Regions from separate parts of the Rattus norvegicus genome. Here region 1 is linked to region 2. The links are chromatin contacts, called in public Hi-C maps. All regions are on one chromosome and are shown on one strand. The core of a region is the stretch at or near the end of the contact, and the rest is flanking DNA. Distances in the headings are between cores, read along the strand shown.

What was found. Hi-C and Micro-C count contacts between places; a contact is called where the count stands out from the background.
Region 1: a contact with region 2 is called in a Hi-C map of kidney, with 1.9 times the contacts expected there. The contact joins two enhancer-like sites. A contact is called at or near these places in 3 of 12 Hi-C or Micro-C datasets (hepatocytes, kidney and liver) and 1 of 1 datasets of contacts at active chromatin or transcription factors (oligodendrocytes).

What each region holds. Positions count from the first base shown.
Region 1 is chr14:87,585,403-87,591,208 of GRCr8, reverse strand. The region is part of intron 1 of Tns3 (tensin 3); the gene reads left to right. It overlaps LOC120096659 (60S ribosomal protein L36-like), which reads right to left. Exons shown (of 1, transcript XM_063273787.1): 1 at 4,765-5,806. The coding sequence ends at 5,508. Among named protein-coding and RNA genes, the nearest start is that of Tns3, 31 kb to the left of the region's middle. Within about 2 kb of position 2,103, at least 18 of the 93 cell types and tissues checked have an H3K27ac peak or open chromatin away from gene starts, as enhancers often do. A contact at or near this core is called in kidney, where this site is marked.
Region 2 is chr14:87,524,300-87,529,731 of GRCr8, reverse strand. All of the region lies in intron 4 of Tns3 (tensin 3), which reads left to right. LOC120096660 (a long non-coding RNA gene) reads right to left here. Exons shown (of 3, transcript XR_005493413.1): 3 at 3,570-3,695. Among named protein-coding and RNA genes, the nearest start is that of Tns3, 92 kb to the left of the region's middle. Within about 2 kb of position 2,226, at least 15 of the 93 cell types and tissues checked have an H3K27ac peak or open chromatin away from gene starts, as enhancers often do. A contact at or near this core is called in kidney, where this site is marked.

The DNA.
Region 1 (5,806 bases), core at 854-3,353, 62 kb before region 2:
TGGGAGAGGAGGTGAAGAGCTCGGCCCAGCTCGGGCCTCCCTCTACAGGGCTTGCTGAGGGATGGTTGTGTGCACTGGGAAAAGGGTGCCAGGGTCAATCCACAGTGGTGGTAGAGAATACGAGGGGATGGGAAGGGTCTCAGGAGGAGATGGGACCCCAGTAAGTACTGGGGGGAGGACAGTCAGCCGATGGGACAGTTCTGCAGTGTGGCCACAGGGGACCATCTAGGAAAAGCTACACTCCAAGGTTTTTCAAGGACAGGGAACCGAAATGAGGCATCCGGTGCGGTTTGGGGGTTCAGTATATGTTGAAAGAGTGTGCATACACATTGCTGGGAATATGCTGGGAAGGACAACTGGAGGGAGGGAGGAGGACATGATATCCCTTCCCGGTGAGGGAGCTGGGGAGAGGAGGTGTCCGAATGTCTCAGTGGGATGCAGTGGAGCCTTGGTGCTGGGCGCCAACAGTTCCCCTCTACAGGAGTGGAGGAAGGAGGGTCTGGGTGGGGTTATTTTTGAAGGGTGCGATGCTCTGTAGCAGGTTTATTGCCAAAGGCAGGGGTGGGGAGGACAGAGATGGTGGTTAGGAGGAGGTGCTGAGCCAGCGTCACATGATTGGAGTCCCGAGGCTTGGGTCCTGCAGTGCGCATGCGTCTAAGTTTAGAAAAGACCGTGCCACTGAGTGCCCGGTGCTGGACTAGCCTTTATTTGAGTTTGCGCGTGTCCGTGTTGTGGTTGTACCATGGCCAAGGTAGATTTAGGGTTATGCTCAGGACTGGAAGTGGTAGCCTTGGCCTGGGGTCCCTCTGGTCTTCACTTTTTCTTACAAACCGCAGGTGCACAATGTAGTCTGTTCTTCTGGCTGGTGGAACCAAGGTAACAAGAACAACCAGGGGAGAGAATCTTCTGGTGTCATGACTCCCTGTGCCCTCCACATTTTGGTCAGAAGCAGGCTCGTCCTTCACTCCTGATGCGCCAGTGAGTGGAGATGTTGACCTTTCGGTCCCCTGCAGATGCCTCCCCCCTGCCATTTTGGAGTGGTAGGTACCTCGAGACCCTTAGTTCTTCCTTTGGCTCTCTGCTCCATACTCCATTTCCTCATCCTCTGGGCTCTCTTCCCACCATGGCTCCTTCCCTCTTTTATTTGTCTGAAGGGGTTCCTTTAGTCCTTTTGGGTTTAAGGAGTCCTGCCCCTCTCACTGCTGAGTAAACTCTGGAATGCATGAATGGAGAAATGGTCTCCTTAGCAGCTAATCAGAAATTCAAAGGGCAGCTGATAGGAGGCCTTGCATTCCAAAGACCTAACCCTGGGTGTAACCCAGGGGTGTGGCCTCCAGTGACAGTCACCTTAAACCTAGTGGCTGTCTTTGTTGATCTACACACTTACTCTTTCTCTAATGCAATGTGAGGCCTAGCTTCAAGGGATGTGGTCTGAGGGACCCAGTGAGACACTCGTGCATGTTGGTGTGCCAGCACAACAGTAAAGGGGCCCTACCCTAGCCAGTGCCAGCCCCCACCCACACTATCAGTGTGAGGACAGTGTTCTTTTTTAATAAAGGAGGATTAGGAAGATTGCCAGTCCCGCACTATAAGTATTCTCCAGTGACTCTTGAAAATTAAAAGCAACTACTCAAAACTCCTTGGGAAGTTGAGAGTTGACACTTTGTCATCCGCCCTTTGGAAGCCATTCCTGCATTTGCAGAGTGGTTGTGCATGGGGAGGAGGTGGAAGGTAGGGGCTGCCCCTTGTGTGGTAGTCATGTGTATCAGTGCTCTGCCAGGCTTGATGAACACTTGGGGTCTGAACCTCAAGGCCATTTCCATGAAGGGGTGGGGGTGGGGAGGCTACTGCGGCTTGTTTGGATTCTCTGAGGTGTCTGTGAAAGGTCTGGGTAGGGAAATGCTGACTCATGGCCACCTGAGCAGCAAACTTACCTTGGAAGACTTCGATAGTAAGTAGCTAAAACTTGTTTTGTTGATGAAAACAGAAATAGGGGTGGGGCTTGCAGAGAGGCGGAGGAGTTAGCAGACAGCGAAGAAAGCCCCTCCCCACTCCTCCAGTGTCTGATTAACATTCAGTAGAAGTCTTTGAGATCGGTCAGCAGTAACGAGGGAAGAAACGGGTGACTCAGTGAAGTTAATATTAAACCTGCCGTTGAATAGCTAGCCTAACTGGAGTCTCCCAAGGCATCCTGGTCTTTGCAGCCTGTGTTGCCTATTTCCCCTTAGGCATGTCTGCTTGGGAGAATGTCCCAGGCTCTGGGCTTCTTGTTCCCAAGTCCATCGCTCCTAGCGTGTCAACTCAGCTGTAGCCATGAGCCTCGTGGGGGGATTTTGAAGACATGTTGTATCTGGGAGCCCCCTCAGGATTTGTGGTGTGAATGACTGGGGTAGGGTTTGATCAGTTTAGGATGTTCTGTCCTCCTCCAGGGGAGTCTAAGGGTCACTATGGCCCGTCCTGACCCTGGGTGGCCCCTCTGATGATGTGCCAGGTTCCCTGCCCAGGGTCTAGATGTGGTTTTGTTGTTGTGTGCTGGCCCCAGCAGGAGAAGTTGGGTCGTTTCTTGTCTGGAGAGCGGGTGAGGTGTCTAAGGACTAGGGATAACCCAAGGGTCTCCCTGGGGATTCTGGAAACAGACTGAGAGAATCTCAACATTGGAGGGTACCGGCTGGGATCTGGATGGAGATCAGGCTTGGGTTCTTCTTAGCAGACTGCCTGGGGAAACTGCACAGGTTTTCTGTAAGTTAGGTCGGATTTCTAACTTTCATTTATTTCGAACATAGAAATTGTTCATAGGCATAGAACCCAGTGGTGTGTGTGTCTCTCAGCTCTAGCACAGTGTTTTTATATAAGTGTGCACTACATCCCGATAACAGTGGGGGTGTTAGCATGTCAGCCTCTCTCAAATGCTTGTTATTTTTTTGTAGTGAGAGCATTGAAGTCTTCTGTCTTGCAACACATGATCTGTTATTCTCAACTCTGGAAGTCTGTGAAATAAAAACCCAGAATTTGTCGCATCTAAAAACTTTGTGGGAGTTGGGGATTTAGCTCAGTGTGTGTGTGTGTGTGTGTGTGTGTGTGTGTGTGTGTGTGTGTGTGTACACCATATGGTTGCTAGTGTCTCCAGGCTGGAACTGGTGTTATTGATGGTTGTAAGCCACCGTGTCAGTGCTGGGAATTGATCCCCGGGTCATTCTTATTGTTGTCCTCCTCTTTTACGTCCTCCTCTTCTTCTTCCTCCTTCTTTTTCTTTCTCTTCTTTTGAGACGAGAGTCTCACTATGTGTCCCTGGCTGGTCTGGAATTCCCTGTGAGGTCTAGGCTGGCCTTCAATTTTTAAGAAATTGGCTTGCCTCTGTCTCTTGAGTGCTGGGATTAAAGGGCGTCACATCCAGTTTAGAGCACTGCTTTATAAACGTGGGTCATGATTCTACAAGAGTTGTATAACTCAGCGTGGGGCACAAGAGAGCATTTGGCAACAGTCGAAAGTTTGTAAATGCGCAATGACCAAATGAACCCAAAATCGAACGCTCAGTGGGTGAGAACTCTGCTGCAGCGCTCGCTTGGGTCATTAGGCTTCTCTTTGGCCTTGGTTCTGCAGGCAGTGTGCACACTGCACACTGTGCATGCTGCCTTGCAGTGCATTGCCAGTGAACACAGCGCAGCCTGAGACAGTGCCGCTCCAGACTGTTACATGAGTATCAGTGTTTTCAGTGTAACACAGTTTTCTGCTCTTATAGAAACATGCGGAGCTAATTATCGAAAACAAAGATTTAACATGTCTGTGCCATTTTCTTCCAGCATGTATTAAATTAGCATAATTTACATTACATTGCGGTAGAATTTTTTTTTAAACTGTGTATATGGCTGCATATATGGCCGTGCATCATGTTTGTGTCTGTTGCTCTTGGAGGCCAAGAGAGGGCATTGGATGTCCTGGAATTAGAGTTGCAGACTGTTGGGAAGAAGCATCGTGTAGGTAGATGTTAAGGATCAAATCCAAGAGCAGCCAGTGCTCCAAGCTGCTGCCCTGACTCTCTAGCTTCAGAATATTTTATTTTCCAACCGTTGTTTGGGTTGCTGGCTTGAGGTTCATAAATAGTTGCTATGCAAAGGCCAGGTACAGTGCTGTATGCATGCCTGTAAGCCCAGCACTGGGAAGGCCGAGGCAGGTGAGTCTTTGTGAGTTTGAGGCCAGCCACGGTGCATAGTGAGACTCTGTTCAGAAAACCAAAACTAAAATTCAGTGAATTTTGGCTTGGGATTAGGAAGTCAATTGATTCTGAAAAACCTTGAAGATGTTCTGTATGCTGTGTGTAAAAATAAGCAAACAATTCCACCTCATTAGTATGCAAATTTGCTTTAGTCTTTAATCCGCGGTAATATGTATGCCAAAGAATTGCTTTCAGAATAAATGTTTTTGTGATTAGTTATTGTTAAATGTTTGGTTTGTAAGTTTTATACACCTTAATACACAGGCTCAGGAGAAAGGGGATAACGGGGTGGGGTGGGGGTGGGGATAAGTAAGCCTCTGTCCAGTATGGAGAGTGTGTCGCTGTGGTTTTACTAAGGGGAAGAAGGTGGGATTCCCACGTATCTTCTTTCTCCCTCTGCAGGGGCTGTGTGTCCTGGCACCCTTGGGATTGGAGGTCTCTCCCCAGGCAGCCCTCTGCGCCTTTGGGAACAGAGTTTCCTTTCTGCTTTGTTGGTTTAATACACACAGAAAATTGGCCATACGTTTATTGTATTTAATAATTGGGTGTTTGCTGCTTCAGTTCCCCACCCTTTTCCGATAGCTATTTTCCCACTGGGGAGGGCGAGACTGTATTTGGGCAGGGATCCTGTTTTGTCTGGGTCTCCGGGTCAGAATGCCATAGGAGGGTGGCTGGGAACCGCAATCTTGTGTTTGGTAAGTTTAATACCAAAGGGCTGGAGAGATGGCTCAGCAGTTAGATGGCACTGGCTGCTCTTCCAGAGGACCTGAGTTTGATTCCAAGCACCTCCATAGCAGCTCACAGACTGTCTATAATACCAACCTCAAGGAATATAATACCACTGGACTCCAAGGGCACCAGACACACATGTGGACATACATGGGGGCAAACACATATAGTCGCAAAATAAAAAGTTATAAAAGAATACGAATAAGCTTAAAAAGAAAAATTTGCCATTGTGGCATTGGCAAGTCTTATAGACGTAAGACCAGACTGGGCCTCTCTGCTGCGTTGTGTTGTCTCTTGAGGTCGGCTGCCTAGTCCTTTCTGGGGTATCGTATATGAGCTCATGACCCAGTCACCGCCCCAGGGCTTCTCCTCATACCACCACTTTGAACATGAGGAAGTTAACCCAGGCATTTGAGGGGGCACAAACGTTGTGACCACGGTGGGGTCCTTTCCCTTCATGCGTTTGGGAGGGGATTACAGCACGTAGTAAGGTCCTTAGGTTTGAGGTTACTGACTGACCTCCCCCCCCCTCTTTTTAAGAACGATCTTTTATTGGGGGAGGTCATTAATCCTTCTTGGCCGCCTCCTTCCTCATGGCTGCCAGCTCCTCCCGCTTTCTCTTGGCGCGAATGTGCGTGCCCACCCTGTTCTTGATGAACTTGAGTCCGCGCTTGCCCTCGGACACTTTGAGCAACTCCATTGCGCGCCGCTCATAGGGCGCGAAGCCGCATACCTCCGGGGTCATGTCCCGCAGGAACTTGGTGTGCTTGGTGAGGCGCCCGAGGCGCCGGCTGTGTCTCAGCTTGCTGAGGTTCTTCGTCACATTGTGGCCTTTGCTGAGACCCACGGCCATCGGGTAGTGCA
Region 2 (5,432 bases), core at 977-3,476:
TGATAAAAATAATTGTAGGTTTCACATCGACCCTCAACTATTCCCAAGTGAGTTTAAAGTGCATACACAACATTGGGTGTAGGAAATTAGGGAACCCTTGGGGACAGAGAGAGGACCTGGGGGAACTGAGCAGGCTGGGGTGGGATGGGCGAAGCCAGGGAGCAGGCTTATGTATAAGCCCATGTGACTTAATGTGAGGTCGAGCGACTGGAAAGTGGGAAGGTGCGAGGTCAGCAGACCCCTGCAGAACATTGGCTCTTGCTTGGAAAGAGCCTCAGGCCTGTTTCTTTCCAACTGCTGCCTTCTGGTCTTCCAGCCCTCCCTACTTCCCTGAGGTGTGGGCATCACACCACTCGTTCTGTCTCTTCCCAGCAAGCTCTAGTATGGACTGCAGGTAGCTGGCTTTCAGTGAGTCCAAGGAGGCGCAGAACCTGGAGTTAGGCAGAACTCTGGGTCCCCAGAGTTGTTCACATTCTGTAGTAGCAGGCAGCTTCTTGAGAGCAGCAGAGGTCAGCCTGGATCTCTGGACTGGCTAATGGAGACACATTCATTACATATTTACTACTGACTTCTTTCCTCGCTTCTACACCATCCTGTAGGGTTCAGGGAAGCCTGGATGTCATCGGTTTTTGAGGTGTGGGTGGTTGTGGATGGGCAGGGCTTTAAAGCCACAGTTCTAGACTCCCCTCAGATGCTCGTATTTTTAGCTTTGCTCCCAAGTGTTCTTACCTCCCTGCACCTGTGACTGACTTGAAGGGAATGGGGTATGAATTGGTGATGAGGGGTGACCCCACAGTCGCCCCTCACAATTGAACTTACACCTGACCCTTAACCTAAGGAAGTGTGTGTGGTGGGAAGAACACATAGTTGTTGTCCTCATTTTTCTGGGTTCCAGAGGACACTCTATACTGGTATTACTGGAGTTGTTTGAGTCAGAGTCTGGTTCCTGTAGCCCTAATGGCTTTGGTTCAGTCACTGGTCCTCAATAAGCCAGTTAAAGAAACAAGTGATGAAGAAAAGCAGAGAGAGATTTATCTAACAATATCGTCACACCAGAAGAGGAAGAAATCAAGAGGTCCAGTGACTGGTGAGTCCGCCTTCTTGGACTGGCATGAGGCTTAGCTTTAAATAGAGCACAAGAGTTTGTACAGCTAGACAGTCTCAGTCTTGGTGTGGTCCTGTCCACCATTGACCCATCACTGACCGGCCTCTAGTTTCTTCCACAACGGAGTCCGATCAGGAGTCAGAACTGTGTAAAATAACTTTGAGACCAGCTTCCCCTCTGGCTGACACTTGGCTCCAGATATTTCTTCCGGCATGTGATTCCTAGAGAAATTCTAATTTGGAGGTCTAATTCCATTGTCCCAGTAGATGGATAGCCAGTGTGAGGAGTGTATCTCTCCACCAATACCTTGGCTCTTACTGGGAAGTTAGAGGCTCAACTCAAAATGTTTTCCTTAACAGTCACTCCTATCTCAGACCTGTAACTCTGGGAATGTGAACGGGCGGGATGAGGACGGGCCTGCATTCACACGTGGAGATGTGCAGGGAAAGGGCCCTGTGGTGACAGAGGCAGAGATGGAAACAATGAGTCTACAAGACCCGGGGTCCCAGAGCTGCAGTGGTCATGCTAAGATGCAAAAGACAGGACCAGTCTCAAGAACGGGCCCCATATGTTGGGGGAAAAATGCCTGTGGTGTTGAGGTGTGCACTGCGGGGTTCTTGTTCCAGTAGCCTCAGGAAGCCAGTACTCTGGCAACGTGGTCATATTGCTTAATTGTTCTCCAGACAACTGATGGGAAGAAGCCACTCTGTCTGCAGAGCAGTGAAATAGTCTTCCAAGGAATAATGTGTAGGAGGTCCAGGCCAGGAAGAGAACTGATGGGTCCCAAATGGTAACTGAGAAGCAGCCTTTGCCTGTGACCTGTCAGGGGCACTGGGCAGGACTGCCACACCCCTTTCTCCCAGGAAGGATAGCAAAGCCAAACTACCAGGGGCTCCTTATCTTGCCAGCAGCGATGCTGTGAGCAGGATGCTGGTGGGCCAGCCAGAGCCTGCCAGTGTTCACGGATGCTTCCCTGGGATGCCTGACTCGAGCTCAGATCTTCGCTCATCCATGTCTTGTTTCAGTTCTCTTCTAAAACATCCGAGATGGTTGACCTTGGAGGCATAGATCTTTGGGAAGTCTGTGGCTCCTCCCATCCAGCCACAAGCCAGACTTTGATCCTTCTCTTTCTTTGATTTCACCATCCCCTCCCACACCTAAAATAACATGCATCTTTTGACTGTGTCCAACTGCGAGGGTTTTTCTGGGTTTCTGGGAAAGGCAGACGGGGAGAGGAGGTTCCTGGAAGCCTTGCGCTGTCATCTGTAGCCCCAAGCTACACGTCTTAGCACTGGTCCTAGTGGGAAATGGAAAATGAACCCAACAATGCCCGCCTGTCACAGGCAGGCCGGCTGCCTTTGTCACCGATCTTTGAAAGCCAGGTTGGTTCTTGTTTAAGCTTTTGTCCTCCCTCTGCAGGTGGAGGGATTGTGAGGCAAGGCCAGGACATGTTGACCTTTGGTGGTGTCAGCTTACGCACAAAAGGAGCACAAAGCCCTAGCTAATGATTAAATGCCCACACTGGGCTGCAGGCCCTGGTTACACTTGAGATGATCGCTCCGTTCTCACCATCATCCTGTCCTCTCACTGTGTCCCTTTACTGTGTCTGTGGATTTGAGGCTGGTAGACCTCCCTGGATCTTGGGGCTCTCACTATAAAGAGAGAAGTGAGGCTGGCAGGGCAGCAGCTCTTGACCCTAGCCCCCTGCCCTTCCCTTTCCCCTGGCTCCCTGGGGACCAGTTCCTAAGGCGGTTCCTCTTAAATATTGACCCAAGTCCCCAGGGTGCTGCAGCCAGCCCCTTTCTGAGGGACTCACAGGAAGCTGGGATTTGAGTGACTGGAGTGCTGCCAAGTCCAGTGGCTAGTTTGCCCTGCAGTGAGCCAGGCAGGTTGGCCAACGGGATTTCCTTTATTCCTCGGCCATGCATGTTAATGTGGGGCCATTGAAGACAGTGGCCCGGCCATGTGTGATTGTTGATGGAACTATTACTACTGAGTGTAATCGAATGCTTATTTGCTTTGGGTTTTCACCCCCTGCTAAACCTTTAGAAAACATCTTTACTAGTTATTTGAGGATTTCATATTATGTACTTTGATCACGTTTAATTTCCTCCTCCCCTAGCTTCTCCCAGACCCAAACCACCCCCCTTCAAACTCATGTTACTACTTTTTCTAAAAGTAACCCATGAGGTCTAATTTGTGCTCCCCTCCCCTCCTCCTCCCCTCCCCTATTCCCCCTTTCCCCTTCCCCCTCCCCTCCTATGTGTGGGGCCATCCACAGCAGGTTATCAACCTACCAGGGCCCTGGCTCTCCCTTACCCAGATGCTCTGGAGCTCCTCAATTAGAGACGCAGCTCATGGACCCCTCTCTGCCCTTATGTCCAGAGGATACTGTTTTTCGATCCAGACCTCCCCAACTCCCTGGCTTTTTTCAATCATTCCAAACCCCCCCCCTCCCACCCTTCTGCAATGGTTCTTGAACCGTCAGTGTTATAGATGTCCCGGCTGTGTTTGGCAACTCCGCTGACATTCATTCTCTCTCCTTGGATGCACAGAGACCCCTCCGATGAGGTCTGAGAGCCGGACCGATCTATGAGTAGAGAGATCTGAATTTAGAGGCAGTTGATTAATTATGCCTGTTTTAATAGAAAAAATATTAAGTTCTCCTCTAGGACCTGTGAGCTCCTAGCTATAGGCTCTTGGCCAGATTTATGGATATACTCCTGGTTCTGTCTTTCAGCCTGTGGTGCAAGCCTTAATTCTAATTAGAAAGCAGAAACAACGTTCTTGTTACTGTTACACTCATGGGCTGATCAGATCTGGTAGCTCATAGGGTTCACAGGTGGGTAAGTCTGTTGATGCCCCCCCTTACTTCCCCCAAGCACACAGCACCTTGCAGTCTAGTACTGTGAAAGCTGGCCAGCTTAGGGAGGAACTTCCTGGTCAGCACCTACTTCATTTCTCCATGCCCCATGACTAAAGTGTGTCCCTACTGCCAAATTCTGCTGGACTCCTTGCTTAATTTTTTATTCCTTGGATTGGAAAGCTCTTAGGGTATGGCCTGGTGACGTTGTAAACTCTCAATCATGTGGGACATCTGTTGGCTTAGTACTTCAATGGTCTGAGGGTCTTTTACCTTCCTTAGGCGTGCCCAGCAAGATACCATGCACTGTCCCTAATTTGTATCAGTGGCCAGTCAGAGAGCCAGGACCCGATCTCAAGTTCCTTCCGTACTGACATGTGGCTATGGTGGACCACTTCTACCCTGCTTCCTTGATGTATAGGGGTAGATAGACCACCTTAACTGTGATATTCTGCGGTTGAAGAATACCTGCTATTTGGAAGAGCAGGTATTTGTAGCAGTTCCCTGGGCCCACAGAGAGCAAACACCCCTGGGTGCTCTGCTAGCAGCGGGCTGCTGTGTTGTGGGAGCCTAGAGCTTGAAGATAGTGCCTCCTGCCATCACCGTTCTCCCCTAGTCCACTGGGAACTTTTCATACACGCTTAGCAAAGACTTCTGTGGGAAGGAAAGCCGTTTTGTGTTTATTGGAAACTGTCGTTTTTTTCCCTAGTGGCTCAAGTATAAAGAAAGAACAAGAAAACTTGTGTGGAATTGAATGTTTGGTTCAATTACACAGATGTGCACACATCTGGGGCTAAGCCTCCCAGCATGGGGAACATGGGGAGCCACCTGTATCTTTTCCTCGGCCTTAGAAATGGGGGGGCTGTTCGTGGACTCTCTTCTGAGAACAAATTAGTCCTGGAGAGCAGGCTTGTGGGTGCAGGATCAGGGGCTTCAGAGGAACCCGGTGGCCCTAGATCCAGGTTGAGATAGAGCTTACCTTTGCTGTTACCTTTGGTAGGCACACAACTTTGATCTATAGCTTACTTTAAACACATTATTACTTAAATAACAGTCACGACGCTAGGAGACTCATTTTAATGATTTATGGATAAAAAAAAAAGTAATCACTTAACTTTTATTCTTTCTTCTTTTTGTGCTGGGGATTAAGCCTAGGGCCTTAGCATATGAGAGAGCTCTAAGTCCACTACCCTTCCTGTCTTGTAGGATTGTGTCTTGTGGTTTCCAAAGAAAGGATGAAGGGGAGGTTTGAGTGGCCTGTGCTATCACAAAGAGGAAGTGGGCTGCGGGTCATGTGCTGCCTTGGAGGAAGAACACCCACCCCTGCCCTGCAGTTACCAGAACTGGAACCAGAATCAGATCCAGCTCAGATCCATGAGCAACTGACAGGAAATGAGGGGCCATGATCTATGAGCTAATGCCTGGGAGTCAGCTGCGACTGGAGGCCCGAAATTCTACCAAGTG